Regions from separate parts of the Sus scrofa genome. Here region 2 is linked to region 1. The links are chromatin contacts, called in public promoter capture Hi-C maps. All regions are on one chromosome and are shown on one strand. The core of a region is the stretch at or near the end of the contact, and the rest is flanking DNA. Distances in the headings are between cores, read along the strand shown. Region 1 overlaps ST3GAL2 (CMP-N-acetylneuraminate-beta-galactosamide-alpha-2,3-sialyltransferase 2). Region 2 holds the start of FUK (L-fucose kinase).

Region 1 (3,617 bases), core at 365-2,864:
TGCCCTACCTAGACTCGGGCGCCCTGGGTGGGACCCACCGGGTGAAGCTGGTGCCCGGCTATGCCGGCCTGCAGCGCCTTAGCAAGGAGGGGCTCGCCGGCAAGAGCTGTGCCTGCCGCCGCTGCATGGGTGATGCCGGCGCCTCTGAGTGGTTTGATAGCCACTTCAACAGCAACATTTCCCCCGTCTGGACCCGAGAGAACATGGATCTGCCCCCGGATGTCCAGAGATGGTGGATGGTGAGAAAGACACGGTCTCTCCGGCTTCCCCTTTGCTGCCCCCTCTTTAAGGGTCTGTCCCCCCTGTTAAAGCCCCTTCTTGGATTTGGGCTGTCTTCTTGCCCCCAGAGCCTTAACAAAGTGTGAGGTTCCCTGGACCAGAGCCAGCTATTAGGATCATAGATTCTGAAGCTCATAGATTAGTGAGCTTTGGCTTGGAAGGAGAGAGGACTAGTATTTTCTAGTGCCTATAGGAGCCAAATATAGACCACAAATACCTGCAAAGTCAGGGAGGTAAAATAGATAGGAGAAGCAGGTCCCCAGGGGGAAGATGGCTACAAGTGAGGACCATGCCCATGGAATGAAGTCCTTCCCTTTATAAAGGAGGCAGCCACACAACTCCAGTGATTGTTGCTATGCAGAAAGGCAGCCCATCACTGCTGGATCCTCTGACCCTGTAAGAGAACCCAAATGTCCCTGGAGTGCCTGCTGTGGCACAGCAGGATTGGTGGCATCTCTGCAGTGCCAGGACATAGGTTCTGTCCCTGGCCTAGCACAGTAAAGGATCTAGGTCACAACTGCGGCTTGGATCTGATCCCTGGCCTGGGACCTCCGTATGTCACGGGGTTGCCAAAAAACAAAAACAAAAAAAAAAAGGAGTCCCAATTTTTTTTCTAAGTATCCTAATTTGTAAATATTTGCTCAAAATAATTTTAAGCGCCATGCCATTCACTTGGTTCTTTACAATTGCTGGAAAATACTTTCTTCTGGGTTGGGTTACATAAGCATTGTCACCTCCTCTGGGGGCTAAGCAGCAGGGGCGGGGCATGAGGGGACAAGTATGCCGAAGCCTCCCTGCTGTTCTGTATCTCGGCACCTTTCTGCTACTTTAATTCCCTTCACCTTGTCCCTGTCATCTCTGGAGCATCACTCCCCAGACTGTGCCAGGGCCATCTGGTTGCCACGCATCAGAGGTATTTCAGTACTTAATCCAGGGGCCTGCATGCTGCTGGCATTCCCCACTGGGCGACTTAAAAGGCAGCTCCTGGTCCCTGGTTTCCCTAGCTGGCAAATGGAGAGGGTGACGGCTTCCCCTTTCTCTCACATTTAGAGCAGCTGTGAGGATGATGTGCGATCACGGTTATCAGAGTAACTCACAGATCCTGCTTCCTGGCCAAGACTGGCAGAGTCCCTAAGGAGGGGAAGTTTACAGAGTAGAGGTCACCAGGAGCCCCACAGACTCCTCCCATGAGAACTTAGAGCCCTTAAGGATCCCGTCTGTTGCTCATAGTCACAGTATTCATTTTATGGGGAAAATCAAGGTTCAGAGAGTGCCCAGGGCTAATGGTCAGAGTCTTCAGTGGTAGCCACCAAAGGCAGGGATAGACTGAGGGGCAGGCCAGGCCCCCGCTCACAGGGAGGGAACTCAGGACTGTGTAAGCACCAGCGTGTTTAAGCACCAGAAGCCACTTTTCTGCTGCTCTCCAGTCACTTCCTTTTGTTATCAACTTAGAAATTCCTGTCTCAGGGCTAAGCTTTTTCTCCACACTGAATTCATGTTCTTGTGGTGGAGCCCTTCCTGTGCTCAGAGAACAGACAGAGGAGTAGACCCACCCTGTCCTCTCCATGGTTTCTGTTCCCTGACCAGCTCCTATTACAGCTTGGACCACAGAGCATTTTTAAAATTTTTATTTATTTATTTATTGCCGCACCTACGGCATATGGAGGTTCCCAGGCTAGGGGTCTAATTGGAGCTACAGCTGCCAGCCTACACCACAGCTCACGGCAATGCCAGATCCTTAACCCACTGAGCGAGGCCAGGGATCAAACCCGCAACCTCATGCTTAGTGGGATTTGTTTCTGCTGCACCATGATGGGAACTCTCATTTTAAAGCCCTTACAGACTGGTGACCTGGGGGCCAGGTCCAGCTCAATGTTTTTAAACTATTTGCAGTAGTTACCATAGTTTAGGAATTTAATAATTTTATACAAAATCTGTATTTTCAGCAGCTAGAAAATATAGTCCTTCTGGGGGCAGTCTCACAAGGCGCAACGACTGGCTGAAGTCACTCCCCGTCTTTTTTTTTTTAACATTTGGTTTGTTTATTTGTTTATTTATTTTTGGCCCCATTCGCAGCATGTGGGAGTTCCTGGGTCAGGGATCGAACTGCACCACAGCAGCAACCTGAGCAGTTACAGTGACAATGCCGCATCATGAACCTGCTGCGTCACAAGGGCACTCCTGAAGTCACTCCTTTTTGATGGGGGCTGCTGCTTACCTTAAGCCCCACCTACCTTTTCACACCTGCCTGTTACTTGCCTGGCACTGTGGGCATTTAAGTGCTCTCTCCTGACCATATTTCATGGTCTTTTGCTTCACTGGTGGTGTCAGGGGACCAGTTTCATCCCAGCCATTCTGACTTTGAAAGTGTATGTGTGCCTCTCTGCCTTTTCCTCCAGGGCTCCAGACCGAGTCCTAGGGGTGCCCCCTGCAGGCCTATTGGGAATGAGCACCCGAAGCTTGGTGGGGCTTTGCATATAACCACCTCAAAATGGCTCTGAGACTCAGCTGCTGCAGGGAAACAGCAGAGCAAGGGCCTCACATGCTTGATGAGCCCAGGAAGTTCCTCTGTTTCAGGGCACAGGCCTGCAGGCCTCTGGAGAGTGTGTTGAATAGAACCTTGACCCCTGAGGTCTGACCAGGCCAAGGCGCTGCTCCTGATAGCTGAGCACCAGTCTGGTCTTGGATGGGGAGACCATGCCTTTTTTTTGAACGAGGGGAGGGTTCTCACTGCTCAGAGAGGATTCCTGCTCCATGACAGAGCCCGGGGTGTGCTGCTTGGACACTGGAGGGTGAGGGCAGGGAGGGGAAGCAGTCAGGAGTCCCCTCCCACTCATACTTCCCTCCCCGCCCCGCCTCCTCTCTCCCCCTCTTCCCTCCACAGATGTTGCAGCCCCAGTTCAAGTCACACAACACCAACGAGGTACTGGAGAAGCTGTTCCAGATAGTACCAGGCGAGAACCCCTACCGTTTCCGGGACCCCCACCAGTGCCGGCGCTGTGCTGTGGTGGGGAACTCGGGTAACCTGCGGGGCTCTGGCTATGGGCCAGACGTGGACGGGCACAACTTCATCATGAGGTGAGCCTAGGGAGCTGAAGGCTGGGCCTAGGACAAGCCTCCAGGATGGGGCACTGGCCTTCTTGGCCTTGTCTTGCAACGCAGGAGTTACCAGTTGCTTAGGGTGTTGTGGGGCCCTGATGCCCAGACTCTTCTGTGACAGGCTTGAGTCTCTTGCTTTTGTTTATTGGGTGGATGGGGAGGCGGAATTCCCATACTAAACTTTGCTGGAGGCCCACACCTAGCTTCCAACTCTGAACACCTCTGAAAAGAGCTGAAAC
Region 2 (3,617 bases), core at 444-2,943, 54 kb before region 1:
CCTAAAAAGACAAAAAAAAAAAAAAAAAAAAAAAAGAGAGAGAGAAAGAGAGATTGGGGCAGAGGAATAGTCTTAGGCTGAGAATCAATCCCCAGGGGTCAGTTCTCATCTCTGCCTCTTCCTGTGTGATCCTGAGCAGGTTACTTAACCTCTCTGATCCTCAGTTTACTAATCTGAAAACTAGGGCCAAAGATACTAACCTCCTAGGACCGTTGCATTAAATAAGACATAAAATATGTGGCACAAAGCAGGAGCTCAATGAATAGTAGTTCTTTCTAGTGGGGGAAAGCAGCAGGAGAGTAAAACCTGACCCTAAAGCAGGTTGGAGTGAAGGCTCTGAAATACCCTCTGGGTCAAAGATGCCCCTAAAGAAGAAAAAACCCAGAGAAGGCCTGGAGAAATCAGCCAAGACCAGGTAGCCTGCCTTGCCAGATCAGCCTAAAGGGTGTTTTGAGAACACAAAAGATGGAATAGCACCAGTAGCTTAAAGAGTGTCTTTTCTGGGCACTATACCAAAGACACGCTGAAGTATTAGCTCATGTGACCCACTCAATGGCCCTATGAGTTGAATTTTACCACACTTACATTGTACATCAGGGAACAGTAGCTTAAAGAAATGAAATCATCTGCCCAAGGTCACATACAACTAGTACAGGTAGGTCAGGTGTCCAACTAACTCCAAGGTTCATATTCTTACCTAGCCTGTAGAAACAGACATCTCTCCTGGAGTCTTTACCCTCTGTCACACCTGACATCTGCACAGAACTCTTAGAGAATACAGGCCTCTATTCCAATATTGTGCACACTTCCAACAGAACTTAATCTACTGAGGCCAATTTCAAATAGTTTTTACTGTCCTCAGCCACACGCTGCCAAAATCAGGACAGGGAAGGGGAGCCAGGAACAGAATAAAACAATAAGGCTTCTTCATATTTGCTTTTTGAAGAGAGGTGGGGCATGGATTTTGCACTTTAGAGCTTTAAAGGGAAAAAACAGCCTCAGGAAGGGATCTGATTTGCCTTCTAGGAGGAAAAACAGGCAGAGTAAGGGTGACTGGGAGTAAAATTGCATTGCAAATTACACAAACGGCATATAATTGAGATTTGTGGGTAATGACGAGCCCCGATGGGGTAAACTGAGGCAGGAGAAGTGACCTCAAAGCAACCACCAGCGCTGGCATCCAGCGCCCCACCTGCCTGTCGTTCCAATCTTGGGCGTCCCCAGAAACACCCAGACCAGCGAATAGAGGGACCATACAGACTCCCCCTACAGCAAGTAGGAGACGGGGGTGCCAGCAGAGCTCCCGGAAACTATTACCTATCAGAAACCAGCCAGCGGCTCAGCTCAGTCCCCGCGGGTCCAAAAGTGTGGGCTGGGAAGCAGCTGCGGTACTGGGGTGTGCAAATGCTGGGACCCACAGGGACCTACAGCATACCTGCCTCCTCCCGGCGCTCGGCGCAGGGGACTTTTTAAGGCGAGGCTGTGTGTGCCTTCGCTGAGCACCCTGGGAAATGTAGTTTCAGCCCTCCTCCAGCCTTGGCTTGTCCGCCCCCAAAAGACGACCTCTCAGCTAACACAAATGGCAAACGGAGGTGGTCAGGGCACCGCTTTCCTAAAGGGCAGTGAGTCTTCACTTCGAGAAGGGGCGTGACGGGGAAAAGGGAGCTCCGCTGGGCAGCAAAACTACAACTCCCAGAGGAACGAGTGCGTCTTAAAGACAAAGCTCTTTTTCCGGAACTCCGGGTTTCAGGTTTGGATTTTGTTTGTTCGTTCAACCCCGTGGCCCGGACGTGGGGCCGCGGTTTTTCTACGAAGAGGAGGGAGAAGAAGAAGAAAAAAAAAAAAAATCTAACTGGGAGGGGAAAAAAGCCACAAGTGTCGTTCGAGCGTGAGCGACTACGGTTGGATTGGCAATTGGCCATGCTCTCGCGGGTTCATCACGTGAAAGTTTCCGGTAGAAACTTTCTAACTCTCTAGTGGGAAGATCTGTGGATCTTCTGGAAAAGTTATGAATGGCAGTATTGTTTGTAGTGGCGGAAATTTGGAATCTTTCCCTCTGTCTCTTTCTAGGGTACTGGAAAAATAAACTAGGCACATCTATGCTATGGAATACCATGCAGCAGTCAGAAATAATGAGCTAAATCTGTAGGTACCATAGAGAAAGATGTTCGCCACAGTTTGTAACAGAACATTATGCATGGGAAGCTACTCATGTCAAAAATAATGTATGTGAGGGCCTAGGGTTAAAGAATACAGCGTTGTCACTGCTGTGGTTGGGCTTCTATCCCTAGCCCAGGAACTTCCCCATGTTGCAGGCAGAGCCACAAAAATAAATATGTATCTGGACACATAGGACATAAGAACAGGAACAGGACTGGAAGGAGACTGCCAAGGACGGAGATAAACAGGGAGAACTTGAGCTTTATTTGTATTGTTTGAATTTTTCTTATGAGAATTACTTTCCAAATCTACTGTTGTTAATGGTGAGCCTGAGAGGCCCAAGTGGTCAGTCTCAGAGAAGATGAGGGATTCTGCTCTAACTGTAACCTTGGCCAGTCACTTGGCTACTCTGTGTCTTTTTGTCTTCATCTGTAAAATGTGTTAATACTAGTATCAAATGCAAAAAAAAAAAAAATACTAGTATCAAATGCCTGAACTTGCTAGGAGGATAAACTAAGTAACTGCTTAGAGTTGCCTGGTGGCTCATTGGGTTAAGGATCTGGCATTGTCACTCCTGTGGCTCAGGGTCGCTGCTGTGGGGTAGGTTTGATCTCTGGCCTGGCAACTTCTGCATGCCTCTGGCTTGCCCCCCACCCCCCTGCCACAATAAAAGGTAAATGCTTGACTCCACAGTAAATGCTCCAAAAATGTTAGCCATTATTACAATGATTGTTGTTATTATTCCCATGTAGCCCCATTAAGGCAGGATCTGTGGTTTGTTTTCTCTTGGAGCCTCAGTCACTAGAACGTGGCTAGGACATTGCAGGTAGTTAAAATAATGTTAAATGAAGGAAGGAATAAAGATCAATCCCCTCCTCAGCTCCCACCACCCTACTTCCTCCCCTAAACGTCTCTTCTTCCTTCAGTCCTCAACCGCTGGTGTCATCCCCTCTCGTCGTCACCAGGTCCCATCCTTCTTCTCCCACTTCAGCACTTGCTCTTTTTTTCTGTGAACCCAGGAGGCCTCCAGGGAAGTGATAAGCTGCCTCCCATTGCTGCTGTACTCAGCAATGCAGATCCTGGCTCTGCAGTGGAGTGGAAGGCAGGGATGCCTGCAGCTGCAGCTTTGGTGGGAGCTCAAGGAAAACAATGAGTTCCAAGGAGCTGGAGGCGAAGGGCTTCACCCTGTCTCCTAGGGCAGGGATGTGGGCCAGATGAAGGAGTGGCTCCAAGGCCTCGAGCAAAGTTACTCACAGGTTTATTTAATAATCTAAACCCCTTGGTGAAATCTGTCAGCAGCAGACAAAAAAAAAAAAAAAAAAAACCAAACACATGTAGTTTATCTGTGTATAGACCCACTGTCTGCGGTAGACAGAGCCATTAAAAAAACATTCTGGGGAGTTCCCATCATGGCTCAGAGGAAATGAATCTGACTAGTATCCATGAGGATACAGGTT

The links. Promoter capture Hi-C pulls out the DNA fragments that hold promoters and counts their contacts.
Region 2: a contact with region 1 is called in a promoter capture Hi-C map of liver, with 5 times the contacts expected there. The contact joins the promoter of FUK here to the enhancer-like site in region 1. A contact is called at or near these places in 3 of 5 promoter capture datasets (fetal liver and liver), 25 of 47 Hi-C or Micro-C datasets (alveolar macrophages, blood, embryonic fibroblasts and 12 more) and 2 of 2 datasets of contacts at active chromatin or transcription factors (alveolar macrophages and skeletal muscle).

Annotation. Positions count from the first base shown.
Region 1 is chr6:13,415,463-13,419,079 of Sscrofa11.1, reverse strand. ST3GAL2 (CMP-N-acetylneuraminate-beta-galactosamide-alpha-2,3-sialyltransferase 2) reads left to right here. Exons shown (of 8, transcript XM_021093795.1): 3 at 1-239; 4 at 3,164-3,357. Among named protein-coding and RNA genes, the nearest start is that of ST3GAL2, 39 kb to the left of the region's middle. Within about 2 kb of position 1,614, at least 26 of the 83 cell types and tissues checked have an H3K27ac peak or open chromatin away from gene starts, as enhancers often do. A contact at or near this core is called in liver, omental adipose tissue, retroperitoneal adipose tissue and 1 more, where this site is marked.
Region 2 is chr6:13,469,847-13,473,463 of Sscrofa11.1, reverse strand. FUK (L-fucose kinase) reads right to left here and starts at 1,693. Exons shown (of 24, transcript XR_002344515.1): 1 at 1,318-1,693.